2 separate regions of the Mus musculus genome follow, and region 1 is linked to region 2. Evidence: chromatin contacts called from public Hi-C data. All regions are on one chromosome and are shown on one strand. Each heading gives the region's core, a stretch centred on a gene start, on an enhancer-like site or on the middle of the called end of the contact. The rest is flanking DNA. Distances are from core to core; before and after follow the strand shown.

The links. A called contact is a pair of places that touch in the nucleus more often than the background predicts.
Region 1: a contact with region 2 is called in a Hi-C map of pancreatic cancer cells, with 2.2 times the contacts expected there. The contact joins two enhancer-like sites. A contact is called at or near these places in 1 of 15 datasets of contacts at CTCF or cohesin (the NIH/3T3 cell line), 22 of 484 Hi-C or Micro-C datasets (the C2C12 cell line, the G1E-ER4 cell line, the HPC-7 cell line and 10 more) and 4 of 115 datasets of contacts at active chromatin or transcription factors (embryonic fibroblasts, embryonic stem cells and liver).

Annotation. Positions count from the first base shown.
Region 1 is chr6:148,125,042-148,130,618 of GRCm38.p6, reverse strand. All of the region lies in intron 1 of Far2 (fatty acyl CoA reductase 2), which reads right to left. Among named protein-coding and RNA genes, the nearest start is that of Far2os1, 60 kb to the right of the region's middle. Within about 2 kb of position 3,573, at least 12 of the 459 cell types and tissues checked have an H3K27ac peak or open chromatin away from gene starts, as enhancers often do. A contact at or near this core is called in the C2C12 cell line and pancreatic cancer cells, where this site is marked.
Region 2 is chr6:147,953,247-147,958,244 of GRCm38.p6, reverse strand. No RefSeq gene overlaps it. Among named protein-coding and RNA genes, the nearest start is that of Far2, 92 kb to the left of the region's middle. Within about 2 kb of position 3,049, at least 31 of the 459 cell types and tissues checked have an H3K27ac peak or open chromatin away from gene starts, as enhancers often do. A contact at or near this core is called in the C2C12 cell line and pancreatic cancer cells, where this site is marked.

The DNA.
Region 1 (5,577 bases), core at 2,324-4,823, 170 kb before region 2:
GAGGCACTGAGTGTGAACAGCAGACATGCTGGAATCACCGGCTGCTGCTCGCTCTGGGGGATGCCCCGAGTGAGGGGAAGGACTCCAGGGTGGGGAGTGTGCTCCCCCGACCTTCTTCTGCATTTCTGAGTTGGTTTTGTCTGTCCGTTAGAAAACAGGCATCTGTCAGTGTGTGTATGTGTGTTTTCTGTGTGTTTGTCTCGTGTTTTACATGGTGTAAACAATGGGGCAGACTGAAACGACCCCCCTAAATTTGACTTTAGACCACTGGACTGAAGTTAGATCAAGGGCCCATAATCTTTTAGTAGAAATTAAGAAAGGACCTTGGCAGACGTTTTGTGCCTCTGAGTGGCCAGCTTTTGATGTAGGATGGCCACTGGAGGGGACTTTTGATTTGACTCTTATTTTTGAAGTTAAAGCCATTGTCTTTCAGAGTACACCTGGGTCCTACCCAGATCAACAGCCTTACATTACTGGCAGGACCTCGTCCAGAATCCTCCACCTTGGGTCAAACCATGGATTCCCCAGCGTAGGTCAGGCTCCAAAGCCCTGACTCTGTGAGAAATAAAAATGAAACCACAGGCTCCACCTGAAATGGAGCCTCCTCTTCAACCTACAGCTCCCCCCAAGATCTATCCTGAAATTGAAGGGCCTCCTGAGTGGCCAGAGTCCCCTCCCCCTCCTCCCTATCTTCTGCCTCCACAGGTCCCTGCACCCAGCTCTGGGATTGCTGCGAGTGCAGTGGGAGGACCAGCGGCTGGGACCCAGAGCCAACGAGCCCAGAGTCCCCCAGCAGATAGAGTTCCTGACACTACTCTGCTTTTCCTTTGCAAGCTGTGGGTGACCCAGAGTCTCTGCAGACCCTCCAATATTGGCCTTTCTCATTGGCTGATCTGTATAATTGGAAAGCTAACCATGTCTCCTTTTCTGAGAATACGGCCAGCCTTACGGGGCTGGTAGAGTCTCTCATGTTTTCTCATCAACCCACTTGGGATGATTGTCAGCAGCTCCTCCAGGTTCTGTTTACCACTGAAGAAAAAGAGCGCATTCTCCTGGAGGCTCAGAAAAACGTTCCTGGAGTGAATGGAGTCCCAGCCAACCTACCTAATGAGATTAATGCTGGGTTCAGTCTGGATTGACGAGATTGGAACTACAACATGGCTCAAGGTAGGGAGAGGTTGGCAGTTTACTGCCAGGCTCTGGTCGCAGGTCTAAAGGGAGCGGCGAGATGCCCCACCAATTTGGCTAAGGTAAGGGAGGTGATGCAGGGCCCTACCGAGCCGCCATCTGTTTTTCTGGAAAGATTAATGGAAGCTTATAGATGCTTTACTCCTTTTGACCCGACCTCTGAGAGCCAACAAGCCGCAGTTGCTATGGCTTTTATTGGGCAATCAGCATCAGATATTAAGAGAAAGTTACAGAGACTAGAAGGATTACATGCCATGGCTTTACAAGATTTAGTTAAGGAGGCAGAAAAGGTGTATCACAAGAGAGAAACAGAGGAAGAAGAGAGAGAGAGGGAAAAGCGAGAAGAAGAAGAGAGGGAAAATAAGAGGGAAAGAAGACAGGAGAGGAATTTAAGCAGGATTTTGGCCGCAGTAGTAGGGGAATGTGAAGGAAGGAATAGGCCAGAGAATAGACAGACAGGGTACCTGGGCAACAAGGAACCCAGACCTGAAGGAAGAAGATCCGTCCAGAAGATTTTAGAGAAGGACCAATGTGCCTATTGCAAGGAAAAAGGACACTGGGCACGGGAATGCCCAAAGAAGAAGGGTAGGGCCCCTAAGGTCCTGACTCTGAAAGATGACGAATAGGGGAGATGGGGCTCAGACCTCCTCCCCGAGCCTAGGGTAACCCTGATGGTGGAGGGGACCCCCATGGACTTTTTAATTGACACAGGGGCAGAGAATTCTGTGTTGAAACATCCACTGGGAAAATTAAAAAATAAAAGAACCATAGTGATTGGAGCCACTGGTCAGAAACAATACCCCTGACCACTGCACGCACTGTAGATCTGGGGAAAGGCCAAGTGAGTCATTCCTTCTTGGTCATTCCTGAATGTCCCACACCGCTTTTAGGAAGAGATCTTCTGACTAAATTAAAGGCCCAGATCAGATTTACCCAAGAAGGGCCGAGAGTAAGTTGGGAATCTTCCACCTCCATAGTCTTAGCCCTGCAGTTTGAGGAAGAATACTGATTGCATGAAGGCATAAAGCAAACAGAGGTGCCAGACCTAAAAGACTGGTTGACTGCTTTCCCTAGAGCATGGGCAGAGACTGGAGGCATGGGAATGGCTGTCAGAGTTCCCCCTGTGGTTGTGGGACTGAAGACGAATGCAACCCCTATAGGAGTTCGACAATACCCAATGAGCCGTGAAGCAAGAGATGGAATCAGGCCACATATTCAGAGACTATTACAATTAGATATTTTGGTACCTTGCCAGTCACCCTGGAATACTCCTTTACTGACGGTAAAGAAACCTGGCACAAGTGACTACCGACCAGTCCAAGACCTGAGAGAGGTCAATAAGAGGGTCCAAGATATTCACCCAACTGTTCCTAATCCCTATAACCTCCTCAGCTCACTCTCTCCGGAGTGAAAATAGTACACAGTACTTGATTTAAAAGATGCTTTCTTTTGCCTGAAGTTACATCCCTCCAGCCAGCCCATATTCGCCTTTGAGTGGAGAGATCCTGAGACTGGACAAATGGGACATTTGACCTGGACACGGTTACCCCAGGGGTTCAAAAACTTCTCCACCCTTTTTGATGAGGCTCTACATCGAGATTTAGCCTCCTTCCGAGCTGGAAACTCCCAGATAACTCTGCTTTAATATGTTGATGACTTGCTCCTTGCTGCAACCACTGAGAGAGAATGCTGGCAGGGGACCAAGAGATTGCTAGCAGAACTGGGTGAGTTGGGTTACCGGGCCTCTTCTAAAAAAGCCCAGCTATGTCAGATGGAAGTAGTCTACTTGGGATATACCCTCTGGGATGGAAAACGGTGGCTGACAGAGGCTAGAAAAAGGACTGTGACTCAAATACCAACACCGGCTACTCCAAGAAAGGTGAGAGAATTCTTGGGCACCGCTGGGTTCTGCAGACTTTGAATACCTGGGTTTGCAACACTGGCCGCCCCCCTGTACCCCCTGACCAAGGAAAGTGGAGAATTCAGATGGACATCAGAACATCAGAAAGGCTTTGAAAATATTAAGGAGGCCCTGCTGACTGCACCAGCCTTGGCATTGCCAGATCTAACCAAGCCCTTCATCCTCTATGTTGATAAGAGGGCGGGGGTGGCCAGGGGAGTTCTTACTCAGGCTCTAGGGCCGTGGAAGAGGCCGGTGGCATATTTGTCTAAGAAGCTGGACCCAGTGGCCAGCAGATGGCCCACATGTTTAAAGGCTGTTGCTGCAGTAGCCCTACTCGTTAAAGATGCTGACAAATTAACTCTGGGACAGCAAATAACTGTGGTAGCCCCCCACTCTCTTGAAAGCATTATCCGCCAGCCTCCAGACCGATGGATGACAAATGTCCGGATGACTCACTACCAGAGTCTGCTGCTGACTGAACGGGTTGTGTTTGCTCCTCCTGCTATTCTCAACCCTGCCATCTTCCTGCCTGAAATGGATGATTCCTCACCCGTTCACTGCTGTGCAGACATCCTTGCGGAGGAAATTGGGATCTGAAGTGATCTACGTGACCAGCCGTGGCCAGGTGTTCCAAACTGATACACAGACGGAAGCAGTTTCCTAGTAGAAGGTAAGAGGATGGCAGGGGCGGCAATGGTAGATGGTAAGTGAGTCGTGTGGGCTGGCAGCCTGCCAGAAGGTACATCAGCTCAAAAAGCTGAATTAATTGCCCTGACCCAGGCCCTTCAGATGGCTGAGGGGAAGTCCATCAACATTTATACCGATAGCAGGTATGCTTTTGCTACAGCCCACGTCCACTGTGCCATCTATACACAAAGAGGGTTGCTGCTGTCAGCAGGCAAGGACATAAAAAATAAAGAGGAGATTCTGAGCCTCCTTGAGGCTATTCATCTGCCTGCCAATGTGGCCATTATACATTTTCCTGGACATCAAAAAGGACACGATGCTGTGACAAGGGGGAATAACATGGCTGATGTTAAAGCTAAACAGGCTGTCCTAAGATACTGCCCTTCAGGACTCAACAGATAGAACCTCTCCAGAAAGTTGCTCTGCCAAAACTGGAACTGTGCAGCCAGAGTTTTGAGTATACCCCTGAAGATATAAAACTAATGACCTTTGTTAGAGAGAGGATTGGTGATATAAAACTGAAGATATAAAACTAATGACCTTTGTTAGAGAGAGGATTGGTGCCATCCAGCTGTTAGTATTAATACAACAATACCAGAACCTTGAAGAAGAGGTTGCAGTTTAGTTCTAAGATTAGAACTAGTAACTAGAAGAAGTGGGGAATGAAAGATCCTGACAGAATGTAAAAGGTCACATAAGCCCTGAAATTGGCAAAATAGATTTCATTGTTAGTAGAACTAGCTTCACTGATTTAGAAAAATAGAGGTGCACAATGCTCTGGCCGCTCCTCGAACCTGTGTGTCTGCCAATGTTCTGACCAGGTGTGTGCCCATTGCTGCACCTCACTGCCAGGTGTTTGTGATATTGGTTGCTGGGAAAGAGTCAGGAAATCTCCCCAGCAACCATAGTCAGGGCCAATCCAGAGTGCTGCACCTTCATTAGACTCTTTCCTTGTTTCCCTCCCATGCCCATTTCTTGAGGAATCAATCATTTTAGAATAGATATTGTTTAGATCTGGAAATCCCCTACTCCCCCCTTCTTCCCCCCTGAGGGCCTATAAAAACTGGGTCTTCTTTCCCCTCGAGGTCGACTCCTCTACCTCTGTGTGGGATATGAGTCGTCCCCAGAGCTCTGGCTTTCCCCGAGTAAAGCCTCAAGTGGTTTGCAACAAGCTCAGTCTATCATGAGTTGTTGGGTGTCCGCTATTGTCCTGAGGCCTGAGCAAGAGGCTCCTTTCGGAGTCTTTCAATCCAAAGTCAGATACTATTCTGAAAACATGTAAAACTGGGTCCATTCTGCTGCAGACCCTCTGGGTCCCTGTGTCTGCGTGGAACGGGTCTCTGGGGCAGATGGGCAAAGCATCAGATGAATTGACAGATGCACACAGGAGAGGTTGTGTAGGATCTGAATGTATCTGTTAGGTTGAGCATCAGACTTTTTATAGTACAGAGAATACAAGGGGTTAGAAGTCACATCAGGCAAGGTACATTGAAGTTTACCAGATACAAAACAAAGGAATGACTTAGAAAGGAATTGCAGGAACCAGGTAAATGTTTACAATAAAGATAAGCAGTCCTGCCTAGGATCAGCCTAATGACAGGCAAGAATTTCACACTTTAGTGTTAATAGCACCAGGGTGTTCTGCTCTTGGCAGGCCTCAAGAATAATGCAATGTCACAGACCCCTAAATTCCTAGGCCTTGCTAAATTCTTTTTTTTTTTTTGCTTTATTAAAATAATTTTTTATATTAGGTATTTTCCTCGTTTACATTTCCAATGCTATCCCAAAAGTCCCCAATA
Region 2 (4,998 bases), core at 1,800-4,299:
TACAGGATACAAAGACTTTTTATATTTTACTATTTATCAAATTAGTGTATCTTTGGATCTTGTTGTGCTATAACATTTGGCTTAAAAACTGTTGTTGGAGATATTGACTTGAGTTTCATAAGATATCGTTAAGTTAGTTTTAGTTTGGGATTAGGACAGAGTTTCCAACCATTTCCAAAATATCTCTGAGCTTACTTCTGCTGTCTGGTAGGAGGTATTGGTGTGAAGTTACATGCTCACTACTGATCATTTCTGAGATCAAAGTATTAATCAACTCTGAAGAAACGTTGATACTCTGTGTCCTGCAGCATCAAATATCAGCCAAGATTTGTTTATGAAAAGAATAAGTACTTCTCTCTGGTTAGCACGTAAAATTGAAAGCAATTTCAATTTCATCTTTAAAAGGTATAAACTGATCTATAACATACCCAGTCCTACCTCTCAGGATATACCCATAGTCATATATATGGATAATTTTAAATAGTATTCTCTATGGTTTTATTAATGTTTAATATATATTTATTTTTATATACTTGTAACATTTACCTGAGGTAATGTAAAACTTATCATGCAAAAGGAGTTCTAAGTGGGAAGTTTAAGAGGCCTACTTCAGACTGAAGGAAAGTCCACTGGCTAGCCTTCCATGTCCTAAAGCATCTCCGCCACAAGAACACACTCCTGTTGACTCCTTTTCAGGTCTCTGTAGGGATGCTGTGCAGAGCTATGCATTAGGATCGATTCCAAGAGACAGTGGGAAAGGCACTGCCTTTTATGGCCCAACCTATGGCGACCCAGCTCACCATGACCCTGACAGTGATCATGAGCTCACCCACATTTCATCGGTTGGTAAAGGGAGGGAATGCCACACTGCAGAAGAATAAAGGACAGGAGTGACAGGATTGAGAATGTCTGTGACACTGCCTAATATAAGTAAGATGGAGAACAGCGCATAGAGCCGCATGGAGCAGCAGTAGCTGAGCTTGCTAAACTTGTGCATCCATTCAGTCATCGGTCCACTCACTTTTCTTTCTGTTGTTGTCTTTCAGAGAAGGCTCCACTCTATAGGCCACATTAGCCTGGAGCTTGTAAGGATCCTTCTGCCTCAGCCTCCACAGGGCTGTTATGGCAGGTATGAGACCCCACACCAGTCCACTCTCATTTCTTTTAAAAATGACATAACCCCTGAACTTGAGCTATTTAGTTCTGTGCTAGATCTGACACCCACTCGGCAGGTTTGATTCAAGATCTACAGCACGACACCCTGGCACAATGTTGTGCAGCTCCAGGTCCCACCTCTCAGCTCATGCTAGATTGTTTCCTCTTCCCCTGGGTTCTCTGCCCCACCCATCTAACCTTTCATCAGGAACTTCTGTACTCCACCTCTCCCTAACACTCTCAGAGTGTCACAGTATCCAAATGTCGCCTCTCCCAGGAAACCATGGAAAAGATTTCAGAACTCAAGTGTTGGAGGAATGGTTTTGTTTTGAGAAATCTGAATGGAGCTGGAATGGCAGAGTACCGGAAAAGTTCTACTTCAATCCTGAAAAAGAAAACCCCAATTGGTAAATCTTCACAAATAAATATGAAGCAAGAGATTTTTTTTATGACTATATATATGACAGAAAATTAATTTTAATTTTAATGCTACAATATCTATTAGTTCCCCAGGTGACTTTTCAGTTAAATCTTCTGGAGGTAGAAGATTGAAAAGGAGAAAGGAGAGAGGAAGGAAGAGAGGGAAGAAGGAAAAGAGAGAGAATATTAACTTAGCTTTCCACTGGGGTGTGGGAGTATCCCAACAACCACAGCAGGTGCTAAGGAAACATTTGTCATGAAGTCATTGCACATAATCATCTTTTACCTCATATCAATAGACCATGTGTTAGAGAGACCACCAGTTAGGAAGAAGAAGACCAAAGAGGCAGTCACCAAACACTGGGTAAGAAAGTCACAAAAGGAAATAACAAAGAGAACCACATTTATAAAGTCCACCAGGAGTGGTACAACTAAAAATCACACTTGTGGAGGAAGCAGTTGTCCCAGATACCTGGCTACATCTCACTGAGCTCTCAACTGCACATGTGCATGTGCACACACAACACATATACACACACACATACACATATTTACACATACACATATATACACACATGCACAAATACACACACATACATATAATACACACATGCACAAATACACACACATACATATAATACACATATATGCACATATATACAAACTTTCACACACATACATACACATACGCATATACATACACAAATACATACACATACATCTACATACACATACACAAATACACACATACATATACACACACACACATATACATACACACGCATACATACATATATACACATTATACACATATAAACAAATATATGTGTGTACACACATACATATATAAACAAATACACATACATATATGCACACACATACATACACACATATGTATACACACACATACACACACACACACACACACACACACACACACACGAACACAGACACACACAGACACACACACACTCGGTAGCTGGGCAGGTAGAGAGGGATGTGGAAACCCTGCGTCTGAGGAGAGGAAGAAGCAGAACAAATTGGGTTGTCTGCCATCCCATATATGGCTCTCTACAGTCATGGAATAGCAGGATTCTATCCTGCCCACCCCTACCCCCACCCTCTGAGACACTTTCTCTTAGATGCTGTGACATGGGATATTGGCTGTGTGGTTGACGGTTGACTGAATCATTTCTGAGGGACTGGAGCCTGAGTGCTCAGTTTTTCTGGTAACCACTGGAGGGCCCCAAAGGTAAGTTTATAGACAATCACCAGGTATTACTTAAACGCTTTTTTTTTTTTTTTTTTTTTGCTTTGGTTTTTGGCTCCTTCTGAAGTTTGATCAGCTCCAGGCCTTTGGGGAGTTGGTGAGCAGCTATCTAACTCTTAAAAATGAGAGATGAATAACATTTGGCTGGAACAGACTTGAGTCAACTTTGGGCAGAGGTCACACGAGGATCTTGCCACACAGTTCTCTATGTAACCCTGAGGCCAGGCCGCCCACAATGTGCTTTGTGGACATGTCCTGAGCCCACACAGAGCTCCTTCAATCCACTTGCACCTTGACCCACAGCACTGTATATGTATTGTGTCAACTGCATGGATCACCAACCCCTCCTGCTCTCTGCTTTGGACTCTGTCCCAGGAGCCAGGCAAAGACTGAATTCACTCCCTGCTGGAGCCTGGAAATATCTCCACAGAAGACCCCTGAGGTTTTTATTCTCATTCTATCCTAAAGCAGGGAGCACTCTCAAGAAAGATGAAGGAGGTTTGGGTTCACAGGCACATGGGGCTACAGGGCTTCTACCCTGCATGAGGCATTCAAAGTTTAAAATACAGAGTGATTGCCATGGCGAGCCCCACAGAGGAGATGTCAGAATTTTGTTTCTAAGCACAAAGAGACTCTGAGCCAGTTCCAGGGGTTTTCCTGCCTCTGTCTCCCCTGCAGGAGAAAGAGAGAACAGGTGTGCTCCACTGAACTTGGACTGCTCTCTCTCCCTCCCTCCCTCCTTCCCTTCCTCCTTTTCTTCCTTCCTTCCTTCCTTCCTTCCTTCCTTCCTTCCTTCCTTCCTTCCTTCCTTCCTTCCTTCCCTTCCTCTTCTCTCTCTTTTTTCTTTTTCCTTTTTTAACATGTGCTGAGAATCTAGCTCAGTCTTCATGTTTATGCTGAGTCATTTCCCAGCCTCACAGTGATTTAATGTTATGAACCACAAAAGTGAGAGACAAACCTCAAGAGTAGAGTAGACAACTCTACTCTTGAGTTGAGTGGGTGTCCCTCCTGGTTCAGGTTCAGGCTCAGGGGTCCGGTTATAAGTCACACACCTACAGGCCAGGTAGTCATTTCCAGTCTAACAAAGAAATGAGAAGAAATGCTGGTCTATAAGTCTTGCTTCTAGTGACAGCAAGCTCCACCAATTTCCATAGCTCTTGGAAGCCCATGGTTTGCCGTTCTTACACATGACCTGGTTCTGCTTGGATGGCATGGGAAGCTAGCTGAATCCATTTCTTGTCTGAGCCACCGTCTCGGCCAAGTGACAGGGTGAAAAGGCCCTTCAGACATGGCCCAGAATCCAAGCAGCTGTCTCTACTGTCTAAGTATTAATGGCTTAGTTCACTCACAGAGGAGAGAGGCATGTAATGCCCAACAAGCTTAGCCTGATCTGGGGTTCAATTTGAGTTAATCGGCACTGCTTCTGGAATATGCCTATGTGGGTTTTTCTCAGTAAGTGCAGTCAGCAAGTCTGAACGGAGCTCTCCTATGCCGACCCACACAGATCAACTTGGACTTTGCGACATTGCATCATCATAAGAGGACTTCAGGGTGCTCTGAGCCAAGTAGAATTGGCTAAATGGTTAACACATGACTTTAGGAAAAAGCATGGGCACTTCTCAGAGGACGATGGGGCTAAAAACACTGTGGCTACCTCATCTCAAAACCTGAGTGAAATTAAGCCCAGAAACCCTTCATTTCTCAATCATAAGTAAGGATAAAAATTATAAGCAGGAACTAGGATTCATGGGAGACAGAGCCACAGAAGAATCTTTTGGCAGCTTACCAGGTCCTCCTGATAGATGTATTTGAATGTAAACATGAGCTTTGAACCCAAGATGTAAAATGGGGCAGAATTGTTGCCAGTTAAATAGAAAGAAGGTAAATCACCGACATTCTTCACACTTCCGTTAGAGGGCATTCTTGCCTCACAGATGCCTGGGTGTGTTTATCACAGAGAGTGTTTTCTTCCAGGTCTGCAGGTCTGCATTATAGGTGGTCTAAACTGGCAGACTCCATGCCAGGCAAGGCACGCAAAGCTGGGGGGGGGCGGATAATGTGACATTTCTTCCTGCTTTCACATACCCAAGGTAATAGAAATCAGCTTGGCTCAAAACTGTGCTCCTGAGCTCCAGTTCTCCACTCTGTCCCCA